2 separate regions of the Gossypium hirsutum genome follow, and region 1 is linked to region 2. Evidence: chromatin contacts called from public Hi-C data. All regions are on one chromosome and are shown on one strand. The core of a region is the stretch at or near the end of the contact, and the rest is flanking DNA. Distances in the headings are between cores, read along the strand shown.

What was found. Hi-C and Micro-C count contacts between places; a contact is called where the count stands out from the background.
Region 1: a Hi-C map of leaf shows a contact between it and region 2, with 2.5 times the contacts expected there. The contact joins the promoter of LOC107919609 here to the promoter of LOC107920748 in region 2. A contact is called at or near these places in 6 of 34 Hi-C or Micro-C datasets (callus, leaf and seedling).

Annotation. Positions count from the first base shown.
Region 1 is chrD13:9,405,862-9,412,519 of Gossypium_hirsutum_v2.1, reverse strand. LOC107919609 (putative F-box/FBD/LRR-repeat protein At4g03220) reads right to left here and starts at 3,822. Exons shown (of 2, transcript XM_041110215.1): 1 at 2,660-3,822; 2 at 1,635-2,019. The coding sequence starts at 3,724. The coding sequence ends at 1,720.
Region 2 is chrD13:9,105,307-9,111,943 of Gossypium_hirsutum_v2.1, reverse strand. LOC107920748 ((S)-2-hydroxy-acid oxidase GLO1) reads right to left here and starts at 2,624. Exons shown (of 4, transcript XM_041110208.1): 1 at 2,392-2,624; 2 at 1,350-1,430; 3 at 884-1,008; 4 at 139-474. The coding sequence starts at 1,429. The coding sequence ends at 437. It overlaps LOC107920749 (a long non-coding RNA gene), which reads left to right and starts at 2,755. Exons shown (of 2, transcript XR_001690764.2): 1 at 2,755-3,579; 2 at 3,714-4,123.

The DNA.
Region 1 (6,658 bases), core at 2,573-5,072, 300 kb before region 2:
TACGGACGAAAAGTAGTTGATTGATGAAAATTTTATGTAATAAATAATTAAATATGATGTTAGTTGAAGTAGTAAAAAGTTATAAATATGATGTTTTGAGTTCACGTACAAATATTTTTCTAAATTTCATATAAAAAATAAAATTACTCTCAAAATCTTATGCTTTGTAAAGTTAAAGGATTTTTTTATAAATTCTCCACTAATTAAATTGAACAATAAATAATCATAAATATTAGTAAGTATAGATTATTTGAATTTTGCTTTCAATGAGAAATCCAACACCATAACACCATATTTTTATATAGGTTTTGAATTTACTAAAAAAAGTCAGTTTTTTCCATTAAATTTGACTCGTTTTTATATTTTCTTGTTCGACCCGATTCTCCTAAAAACCTAAATTTAAAGAAGAGTTGAGGAGTTGATTGTATACAAACAGAAATTGGCAGACTCTACCGAGATATTTGGAAACCTAAGTGGCTGGTTGAGAATAATTGGATTTTAATTTTGGTTTAGTTAGCTTCAAACCAGCCAATTCCGTAGTGGGAGACAAAATGATTAGGAATGAGTGATTGTATTGGTCTGTGGCGGCCTTGCCAATGGAGTATATATATAGGTGTGCGTGGAAACAGAATTCTTCTCAATTCTGTTTACCAATTTTTCTCTCTATAGCATCGTCTTCTTCGGTCGCTCCGAAGAAGAAGAGGATGTAGCTAAAGGAAGCTCTGCATGTTGCAACCGTCGCATGAATTGAAGTCTGGAAGTAGAAAATTGGAAAACTGATAAACTCGCTTATCTCTCTATCCTCGTGGATTGAAGGAAGAACTAGAGTATCTTTAAAGTTTCTATATAATTATGGACACTAGGTTTTTAATGTTTGAACACCTTTAAGTTAACCGATAAATGGTTGTTATGCTTAACTAACATGACAAAAGAGTCTCTAGTGTTGGGCAAGCTATGTTGTCGAGGATTAAGAAAGCAATGTGAGTTTTTGTACTTTGCCCTTGGGTGATCGTTGATAATGTTTGTTTGAATGGTTTGTGTCTGAGTTATCTAGAATTGTGGCTGTGTATAGAAAAGGGTAAATGGGCATGCTGAATAATGAATGATACCATGAAAGTGTGTACACTGGATGCAAGAGTAAATGATTTGTCTAAGTAATCAATGGCGTATTGTGTGATATGGTGATAAGTGTAATGTCTTGAGAGATATATTTATATATATAATATGTATACGGAGTAAGGAGGGAAATTTCCTTGACTGGGTAGATGAAGATAAGAATAATTGGTGGAATGGATGAATGAGCGGACTGAATAGGAAATCAAGAGAGTTTAATTAATTGAATCAGTGAGTTTATAGACTTAATTGAATCAGAGATTTGACCATTTGTAATTGACCAACAATTAATTAAAGTAATTTGAGAGAATTAATTAAAGTAATTAAAGTAATTAAAGAGTTTAATTAATTGAATCAGAGAATTTATAGACTAATTAATTAAATGTGTATTTCAAGTATTTTTTTTTCCTTAAATTTTAGGACTTATATACCCTTTAGCTTGCCAAAGCTGAGAAACTGTGTCAGTTACTTAATACCAAATGTAATTAAGGAAGGAACCTGGTATCTAGAGAGTCACCATAAAAATTGTATCTAGAGAAAGTCACCATAAAAACTGTCACCATTGATGTTGCAAATTTACATTAAAAAATATTCTGCAAATGAAGTTTAGAGAAACTCAATCTTTGCATTAGAAGATGCCCTGGAAAACCCCATCATTTGTGACCTAATCTTTTGTCGTCGTAGGGAATCTCTATAGTTGCAGTGCCCGGAGAAAAATGTCATCTCTTGTAATGCTTTCCCATGCTTCAACAAGAACTTTGCTAGGCTAACTTCATTCTCACATTCTAAGAATCCATGTATTTTCACTACACTAAGGTTGTTAAGCAATGGCTTCAATGCCTGGCTTTGAGATTCCCAGAATTGTTCTTCTGAGCTAGGTATGTCCCACAAGTCCTTGTTCCATTTCTGAAAATAAGTTCAAATAAAACAATCACCAAGTAAATTAAATTTAAACATGACAACTTATATATAATGTAAAAAAAAGAACTGTGGGTACATTCTCTTCGTTTATAATGTAAATGTAAATATATATACATATATATGGGTACATACTCTTCGTTCAATCTTATAATCATTGAGGATCTTGAGAATTAGAGTGTGTAATGCAGGAGAGCACTTGAAGAGATAAGCTAATCCGGGGAGATTGTGTTTGTTGAAGCCAGTTTGTAGCTCTAGGGATTTTAGTTGGTCGAATGGATGCATTAGATTTGCAATATAATTCCTGCTTGACAACACCTGCTATATTTTGTGATTTAATGTTTAAAATGATAATAAAGAAAAATAAAAAAAATTAAAATAGAAGGGCAATTGAAGGGATTTTAAGGACAAAATTTCATTATTCATGGATCCCATTAGGACTTTTAGGGACAAATATCAATATGATTAATGTGCAAGAAATCTTTTTTATTCGAGATTTTTAGTGTTTTATAATTAAATTGAATTGAATTCCAAATTTCTTAATATTATTTTCTCCACCTTGCAAGACTTTTACAAACAGCAAAGGGCAGTAAAGCAATGCATGAATTGAGAAGTAAAAAAAATGTACCTCAACGCATTGGCCTTCAAGCGTTAAGGTGTGGAGTCTGGAGAGAGCAGATAAAAGATTGGACACACTCCGAATCTTCGTCACACTGAAATCTTCATTAAGCACAAAGAAACCAATGGAAGCCTCATGAGCCGATACCAAGTTCTCCAACGAGCTGTTCTCGGTGATGGCATTATATTCCCATACCATGACTCTCAAGCTCGGTGCATTAATCTTCACCCAACTCTTATCACAATACGCATCGAAACAGCTCGCAACTTGCAATGTCTTCAATTTAGCCCCCGAGACATCCAATCCATGTAATTGGAAGCAATTTTCAAGCGTGAATTCCTCTAGTGCCAAGCAACTAACCTTAAGCTGTTTCAACCCAAAACAAGCATCGAGGTTCAATTTCTTGAGCCGAGGAAACGATGAATCCGTAAACAAATCGGAAAGTGTGGGCTGATCGTATAAAATAACGAGAGATAAAGATAAGGTGTGGAGGGATTGGAAACCACGTTTCATGACCGACGGAGGTAGTAAACGGAAACCGGGGTATCGAGATCGCAACTTGAAGACACGCAATGATTCACTGGTGAGAACACTTCGTGGGAAATTAAAGTAATCGTCGGTGGCGACTTCAACGTCTAATTCCTGCACATTTTGCCTTACGGCGAGACGGATCAAGCCATTTAGACGTGAAAAGCTCAAAGGAGCACGGAAACGAAGGATCCTTAGATCGGATTGCTTGTCGCGGAGAGCTAATACCTGGCTAATGAAGTCCAGTCGTTTAACGGAAAAAGAATGCGGACATAATAATAATCTTTTATTTTTTATACTCGGCTTCGTATTTGGAGCATTCGTTGAAGCAACACCGATTGGATTAATAGAGGTGAAGTCAAGATCAGGGAATGAAATCCACAACGATCTCCATCTTTTCGATAACACGCTGGTTTGCGCTATGGATTTGATGGGTAAATGAAAAAGAATTTGATGAAGAACAACGTCTGGGAGATCACTAATTCTATCGATTCCATTCTCGCCTTCCAACCAATACTTCTTTCGTTTTGCGGATCTGGTTTCCATGAAAATTATGATAATAATTTTGTTTCTAATCACTGAAAATCGGTCGAAATTGCAGAGGTTAGGGTTTGAATTTTTCAAAAGAGTGAAGTCACGAGGAACGAGAATAGCATTTGAGTTTGTTTTTTTATTAAAAACAAGTCAAATAAAAAATTAATTATTTAGCTACATGTTAGTGCTACCGTTTGTTTTAAACTGTATTAAGGTAATTTTTTTAGTTTTCATTCACTCCATTTATTTATATATTATTAAGTTTAATTTTTATCCTAATACACTTAATAATTAATCAAAATATGCAATTCCCTAATAAAAATACAGTTGCTATTAGTATTATTGCCAATGTAGGAGGATATGAGTTCAAGCGTGCTTAAGTTCGTTTTATCCTAAAATTACGTATTACCTTTATTTAGATGTCTAATTTCATATACTGTCTCAGTTGGTAACGGTATTGTTACTATTGCAAGAAAACATCGGTTCCAGCACACTCAAGCTCGATTTATCCCTCTTATTCATGTGTTGGGGACGAGTTAGTTTTAGATGTTGTATCAAAAAAATGTCTAATTTCATATAAAATTTTGTTTGGGAATACTTTTACTTATATTTCCGCCGACAATCGTGACAAATCCTCTCGCCGACATATTGCATTCTTAAAGGGGAATTAAGGTTCAAATCTTAAAGACAATATTGTTGAAAGGAATAATCACGAACCTTAAACATAAGCCATAAAAGGAACATGGTAAATAAAAGAAAAATACTAAGAGTGTTAATTTATTGGTCATAATTCATTGAATTCTTGTTTGAAATAAGGGTATGGATAGAAGTTGTCCAGGGATCTTAATCAAGATTGGTGTCAATTAAAAATTTAAACGTAAAACTTTTACCAATCCTATTGTCGGTAAGAATGTAACTGCCCAACTTTCAGTGATACTGGAAAATGTAGTTTCAAATTTTGATTTTTCTAAATTGAATCTGTAAATATTAAATATGATATTTACGAGGATAATATAAAAATATATTGAAGATTGGGCAAGTAATTTTATTAAATTAATTGTTAATTAAGGCTCAGGGACTAAATTGTAAAAGTTTAATCCTCATAGAGTTTTAATTGACCAAAAACTTGAGGACTTAAATAGTAATTAACAAAGGGTCAAAATTATTATTAGACTATTTTGTAGATAAGAGATAGTTGATGATGATAGCAAAACCCATTAAGATTGATTAATGTTGAATTAAGTTAATTAAATTATGTTTATGTTAATTAAGTTAATTTAATTAAGCTTTAATCCAACTATTTTAGAAGGGTCAGATAAGGATTCAAAAAAAAAAAATTAGCCCTTTAAATTTTATAAATTTATATGTTTACATATAATAAAATTATAATTTAACTTCCTAAATAGCAAAATTTCTATCTAATTATTTTAAAAGTTCTAAAAAAGGAGATCCCAATCAGCATCATCAGAGAAATATCATAATGAAACGTGATACAATCAATATTCTCTCTTTAGGAACTTTCTCTTCCTTCTCTCTGGAAATCTCTTTTCTTATTTCCTCCAAACCTTTGGGTTCAACGACCAGCCGGTCGTTCACATCGTTAACTATCATCTACAGGTTTTTACTTTGCCTATTGTTTTTCGGCATAATAACTCAAGGCCTGATCGTTCCTCCATTGCCGGCCTTAGTCTGCCAAGGAGAGGCCATGTCTTGCTTCTCCATGGGTCCGCCTGTTTTGCTTTCGGCCACCACTCTGGCATCTAGGATGTTTTATTTTCTTTTTCATCCAAATTGTGAAGCCTTGCCTAGTATGTTGCAACGCCGACATTTCTCGAGACTTTTTGTCGGTCCTGTTTCATGATGGTTAATGGAGTCATCGCACCAATGCTTTCCCTGACGCTTGTTTATGCCCAATAGCTCTAAAGGTCTATTCAACCCACCAATTGGTTTTCTATGTTGTTGGTGAATTCGACATCTTTGACTTTCCATGGCTTCACGTCGGCTTGGCCTCCTTACGGAGGCGAGCATGCTATCAAGGCCAGTTTGGCAACCTCTTGACAGTCTCCCGGTGTTTGCTTCCCCACTCATCCATGCATGGCGGCAGCGGCCCTATTAAAAATTAAGGTGTTTTGTAGGGTTGTTATGCCTTTGGGCTCGACCTTTGGTCTTGAATTGTCGTATCTTCTGAGCTTTGGGCCCATGAATGACGTACTAACCCTTTTTTATGGCATAATTCATGATTTAGCCCTTAAAAGTATACTTATTTTTCTATTTTGGTACTAAAACTTCTTTGTTCCAATTTGGTATCTAAAGTATCAATTTTCTTTGTTTTTGGTCCATTTAGCAACAGGCGTTAAAAAATTATTAGCCAACTTTGGCCAATAAAAATGTCATGTGGCAATTAGGTTTTTTTAAAAATTAAAAAATAGAAAATTATAATAGTAAATATTTAAATATTAAAAACACATTTAACTTTGACTAACCATTGATTAGTGTTAATAGGTATTGCCCAGTCGTTGACCAACCATGTGGCACTATTAGAACACACCACGTGTTTTTTTAAAAAATAATATTTTATATTATATTGATTAAAAAAAAATTCAGGTACTAAAAAGGAAAATGGATATACTTTAAGAACCAAATCGTGAATTAAGCTATTTTTTATTAATGATATTTATCATTTGAAAAAAAGAAAGAAAAATACTAATAATTTGGCAATACCAGTTCAATTTGAATGAACCAGGAATGCCGGTAAAGTCGAAAATTTACAGTTTGGAAATTCTGGAAATGTGGCCATAATTTCCTAGTGTTAAAAATGGTGGTGGCTAAAATGCAGATTGAAGGTTCATCACTGGGATGGACAGCAACCCTCACGAGATTCGATAGTGCACTGATTCTGGATCGCTGTGTTTAATTATTTTCCGTAGCTTTAGGTGGGTTGCTATG
Region 2 (6,637 bases), core at 1,375-3,874:
AAATAAATTATTTGTAATTGTGTTAAAAAACAAGTATTGAATAATTATAAATTGCTTCGAAACCATAATGAGTACTAGAAATAATATTATCAAAATACATAATTAGTAGTACACCACATAGTAACAACATTGTCCAAGTGCATAATATTACACCACATAAAAGTATCAATATCTTGATACATGCGGTGTCTTGATTCTTTCTCTATTTATGAAGTTTATTTATGAAGTTTACTTGTACAAGAGATGTCTGAAAATGCGTAGAACTAGAAGAAAAAAAACAAAAATCAGAAACAACGTTGTTACTTCCTGTCATAATGAATCTTTTATCAGTTGAACTGGTTCTTTGATGAAACATTTTCCTTGGTTTTCTGAATCTTCAAAACCTTCTTCAAAACCACCATAGGCACGGTTCACAGTCCTCCTGTTCCTAGGTAACCTAGACCTCTTGTATTCCGCAGGTCTCAAGTGAGGAATCTGCACATTGAGCAATACCATATACATCAGGAAGATAGAATATTATGATCAAATGAGAAAATAAACATCCTAAACATCAGTTAGCAAAGTGAAACATGATAGTAATCAATGGAATTTAAGCTGATTTATTTGACTTCTATGGCATAGTCCATGAACATCATAAGTAAGAATTGATGCTATGTCTGCATACGAAAGTTAAATTTTACATTTTTTTCACTCCTTCGCATCTGGAAATCATTCGTATACAAATTTGTTCTGTTTCAGGAAATATCCAGAGTTGCAATGTAAATCATCATGCAAGTCTAAGCATACTCAGCAACCAAAGACGACTGTGCTCAATCTGATATGTGAACATTAGTTGCTCAAACAATCTCATAACAAGGGTACTAAAAAACCAGAACATTCATACCTTCAGGGTGAGCCATTTTCTGCATAGTAGTCGGAGCAATCATGATAGGCATTGAAATCTTGAATCCCAGGACAGTGGTGGTCATGTCAATCTTGCTAACATCAATAAGAATGCGGGGTCGAAACCTATCATAAAATAAATGAACCAGAATAATTAAATGAAAAGATAAAACTAAAACTACTATATAACCCACAAAGAAAAAAGATTGCCAGAAAACTTGGAAGTATGGTCAAATATGAACAATAAACACCAGAAATTAAGCAACGGGTTAAAGCAATAAAACTCCATAAGTATTAGTATTTGGAAGGAGAAGAAGTAGAATTTATTGAAGTTGTGGAGAACCCCCTAAGCCATTTCTTCATAAACAACAAAAACACAATAGATGATATGTACAAAGTAACAGATTCAAAATCAGCAAAGAACAGCAGAAAAACCAAGTATGCAAATAATTTAAGGGAAGACATACTTCTCTTTCCACTCCCAAACTCGTTTTTCTAATTCATCTCTGCCCAATTCTACCATTTTTATTCCTTCAGAAGCCAACATTCTTTCCACAACCAACTGGGAAAAGAAAAGTAAAATAGGTTCAATTATATATTCCCATTCAACAGGATACAAGATATATACTCATTCTCTACACAGAACATTATGTATAAAGAGGGCAGAATATAAATCAACAACAAAGATGAAAACATTATATTTACAAAAGATTACTAGAGATAATACAACCATAAAGATCAATCCTTTTTCCAGAAAACATTATATCGAACACACAAACGGCCACAGAAATATTACTTTGATTACAAAGCCCATTAATCAAAGTTGAAAAAATTACAACATCAGGCTCCACCTAACTTCAGCATTTTCCCCAAAATAGAAAACCCAAAATCAATTCGACCTAATTGACAAAAGTAATTAATCGAGATGCTCACAGAATAAACATCATGGGAAACACCTAATAATTCCATCTGGCTACACATAGAAACAACAATGGCATAATGTTTCATTCTAACAATGGCTGCAAATAATTTAGTGAATTCCACAATTGAAGGCTTTGGGTACTTTTCAATCATCTTATTGAACAAACTCAAAGCATGATCAACATTATCGAAGCGGTGGTCTGTTTTTCCCTTTCCTCTAACAGGCATGGACATGGGTTTCTTACTTAGGCAGTCGATGTGGGTAGCAATGGTGTTAGAAGAAGAAGAAAAAGAGTGGAAATTAGAAAGATGGCTTTCAGCATTAACAACCGAACGAAGAATAAAAGAAAAAGGAAGCTTACCCATCATTTGAAAGCAGAAATGGCAGCGGCAGTAGCAGCCAAAAAGAAATGAAAAATAAACGGAGCATAAACGCCAAAAAGAAATGAAAAATAAACGAAGTAACCGTCGAAAAATAGAATTGCAACGTACCAGCAGCGGTTTCCAGTTCTGAACCAAAATGAAGCTTTCGAGAACAGAAATTTGAAGGAATGAAGGAAGGGAGAAGAGTGGATGAAGGGAGCTTACCGGATGAAGGGAGAAGAATGGATGAAGGGAGAAGAATGCCTGAGAGCTTTAGGAAAATGTCTTACGGAGATTGAATCGGTAAGACAATTTCTCAAAAATTGTAAGGCATTTTCCCGTGTTTTGGAGTTGATTTTCCAAAAGGAAAATATTTTCTTCCAATCAAACACTGGAAAATGGGAAAAACCAATTCCGGAAAATATTTTCCCCTATCAAACAGACCCTTAATTGGGACAGAGTTAGATTCCATCAATTTTGGACCCATTTTTTATCCTTCGTCAAATGGGTTTTCCTCCGACCCAAGCGAAGGCCCATTTTTCTTAACAGGCTTTAAAGCATGTGAAATATTTTTCAGCCCATTCGCTGATGAAACAGCTTTGCATTTTTTTTTGCAAGTCCCTTCTTAAAAGCTTTACCCTTGATTTGAGGATTGAATGGCGCTTTATCCCTAGATTGCAGCTTTGTTCCCAATGTTGGCACAGTAGATCCCTGATTCCCAGTGTTTCCATAAAAGATATCAGGAGCCACCTCTCCAATCAACCCGTGATTACCGCTTAGAATGTTGAATCTCGAACCTTCGATCCCGACAACAGAGTTACTGTTAGGTTCTGTTGCCGTCGTTAATGGTTTCCGCCGTGGCTTGCGTTCCACTAACATCCATGGCCCAAACTGATCCCCTTCCTCAACATCAGGCGCTAAACTATTCTTCCCAGAGCAATCAAACGTTTCCCCTCCTTGGTTAAATACACCCTTGTCAAGATTCCCAGTCGCAGCTCCTACAGATGAAACATCTCTTACAAAATTATGACAGAAAGAATCTCTAGAGTGTCTGAATCTCCCACACTTAAAACAAACCTAGGACATGGATTCATATTCCACACGTTGTATCCTCCCATCAATCTGTAGCTTTGAAATCAATAGTTTCCCTAGATCAATGTAAACCGCAATCCTCGAAAATTGCCCCCTAGATTTGGAAGTCTTGTTACGGTCTATTTTCACAACGGGACCAATCGCGCCTCCAATGAACTTGAGTAGACTTCTCGTGTACATTCCTTCCAGCAATGCAGGCAATCTGATCCAGACCATCATATTCTTAGGAAACTCTTGATCTGTTGAGAACTCAGGAGTCCATAGCCGTACAGAGAGGTACTGCCCAAAAATTGTCCAAGGCCCCCCAGACATCACCAAAAGGTAATCATCATCATTTTGAAAGTTGACAGAGAAGTAGTCACTCTTTATATCAATTATCTGTAAAGGCTGCTTAGTTTTCCAAATTGCTTGCAATTTGTTTGACATAGTGAGATATGAAATTTTCCTCCTAGTAGTTTGACAACCACCGTTCGAGTCATTTGTTTGGCAATAAAATGATGCACTCGGTCAGAGAAAGTGATGGAAGGGATGCCATCAACAATCTCCTTTTTCGCGCCTCCCTCAAGTAATTTGATATCATCTTCATTCTATAGATTACTCTTCTCATTTGTGGGTACCCAGAAACTTGTCTTTCCAAGACTCGGATTGAGCCGTAGGAATATCCACACTCATGCCTTTATCATTGACCACAAGATCATCCGGATCCGGTGGTTCATCCGGCCTTCGGCTAACCTTTTTTGTCGATCTTCCAGCATTATTGCCTGTCGAAGCCATTTACTTTTTGCTTGATAAAGATGATTAATGGGTTCAAACATATTTATTCTAATTTTTTATTAATAAAAATATATTAAATCACTTCATAATATTATTTATTTATATTTATAGATTCTAGATTATATTTTCTTAACATTATAGATTATATATTTTAAATGAGGTTAGAATGTGCCTGAAGTTATTGTACATCTCGAAAATTAAAAATTTAGTCTCTATATTTTTATTTTATAGAATTTAGTCTTTTTTTTAGATTTTAAAATTTAAGTCCAATTGTTAATATTGTGTACAAGTTAAATACAAAATTATTTTTTTTAATTGCATGACTATCAAGTGAGTATTTTTTTATTTCAAAAATGTCACAACAATAAATTTAACAAAAAGAATTTAGCAGTGCTAACAATCTAAATTTTAAAATCTAAAAGTTAGAAAGATGAAATTTTATAAAATAAAAGTAAACAGATTAAATTCCTAAATTTCAAAAAGTACGGAGACTTTTGGCACATTTTAACCTTTAAATGATGATAAATTTAAATATATTAATTAAATTATTATATATACATACACGACAGGCATTAAAATATAAATTTCATAAATTTAATATAAAAGTTAAATATTTAAAATTGATTTTTTTTTTTTGATGTTCGGAGTCAATCTTAGTACGAGATTCGAATGCGCTCTCTCCTTTAGTGATTTTTACATAAAATTAATATAAATGTTAAATATCCATTTTATAATCTATTTAATAGTAAAAATTAGTATTTTGAAAACTTACTATTATTGTATATCTTCAACCAACATTAAACCATCGTCGAACAAAATTAAAAAAGAAAAAGTAACAGACAAGATAGACTGTAAAAAGGATTTTTTGTTTTTTGTGCAAAACAAGAAAGGTTAAGGCCGTGCCCCAAAGCGTGTGTTGCCTACTGTTTTGCTTCTTTGCAAAATGTATTGTTGCTTAGCAGCTAATGCTGAATAGTGACAAACTGGAGTTGCCTTACATCTTCTCCATCTTACTTTTGTGCGTCCAAGAATGATATTTTGCTTCTTCTTCTTTTTATCATTTTTAAGGAGCCTACAAGAAGGATTTAAAATTTAAAAGGATAAAGTGTAAGATAAGAAGCCTAGCTCGGATTTTGCTTGCAAATTTAAAACTTCAGATGAAAAAAATTGAGAGTCACTGTGGTCTTAGGCAATTTTAGCTTCGTTTGTCATATCCTTTTGATTATCATGAACAATGCAAAAAGAAAGAGTCCAGGTAGAGGGAGGTATATGATTCACACCCAAATCTCGAATTCTTAAATGAGAGGCTTGATTATAGTCATGAAGGTAAGCATTGAGGATAGATAGTTCTAGATCTTGGATCCTTCTTACTGCAACACACAGGATGGGATTAGCATTCTGGAAGGTGAGCTCATTCCTTGATTTCCAAATGATCCATAAGGTGCAAGCTACAATAGAATAGAACCTTCTTGTGTGATGAGTACTGTTAAGATCAACTCGATTAAGCAACAAGTAAAAAAAAATAGCGGAATAAATTGAGAAATTGAACACACAAATTTAACGTGAAAAAACTCATTTTAAGAGGACAAAAAATCACGGGAAAAGATAATTTTACTATAATGGCAAAAGAACGAAGAGCACAAAATATGGACATAAAAACTAAACCTCGAAAACTCGAAAACAAAGAACCCTCAAAATGTAAACACAAAATTCTCTAAATGTGTTATGAGTTCTAATCTCTAATGAGTGTATTTTCTAAAGTTATAAAATAACCTATTTATATGCTAAATTATTAAGTCAAATAAACTATGCTAATAAATGCTAAATATATTGTATTCATAAATACTAAATCTTCTAGAAAGAAAATATATTTTGTTTAACTTGACTTGCAAGCAATCTCTTAGAATTTGGGTTACACAACTCTAACAATCTCCACATTGACACGAATTCTTGCCAAAGCCCGCCACGGGCCTATCTTGAACTATGCAGGGAATTAACTGAGTTGAATCTGTGCTTAGAAGCTGGAAGACTTCTAGCCTTCGACTTGCGCACTGCCAAATCAAAACTAACCCGGTCTGATTTTCACGAACACAGTGCCCTAACTTTTCAAATTCTACATCCAAAAGAGAACCTCTTTTCAACAAAACGGTCATACCTTTTTCCCTCCTATGACCAAGTTTTCTTCATTCCAAACGAGTTGACTTCGACTTCATAACAGACGAGGGACATCCGATTTCACTGGTCACTGTAGAACCTTCTAGAATATAAAGACTGTCGGTTCTTTAACCTTTTAACAAAATGAGAGCTCCACAAGATACTTTAATGTCGCTCGACTCAATGTTGATTCTACATCCTTTCAAGTCTAAAATACTCAAGGAGATGAGATTCTTTCGTAAATCAGGTACATACCCGACACCTGAGAGTGTCCTAATCGTCCCATCGTGTATCTTAATTTTAACAGTACCAATACCAATTACCTTACTAGATGGATCGTTTCCCATGCGCACAACTCCACCTTCAACCGAATTGTATGCGGAGAACAATTCTCTATTGGGACACATGTGGAAAGAACATCCTGAATTTAGGATCCACTCAGATGTGAGCT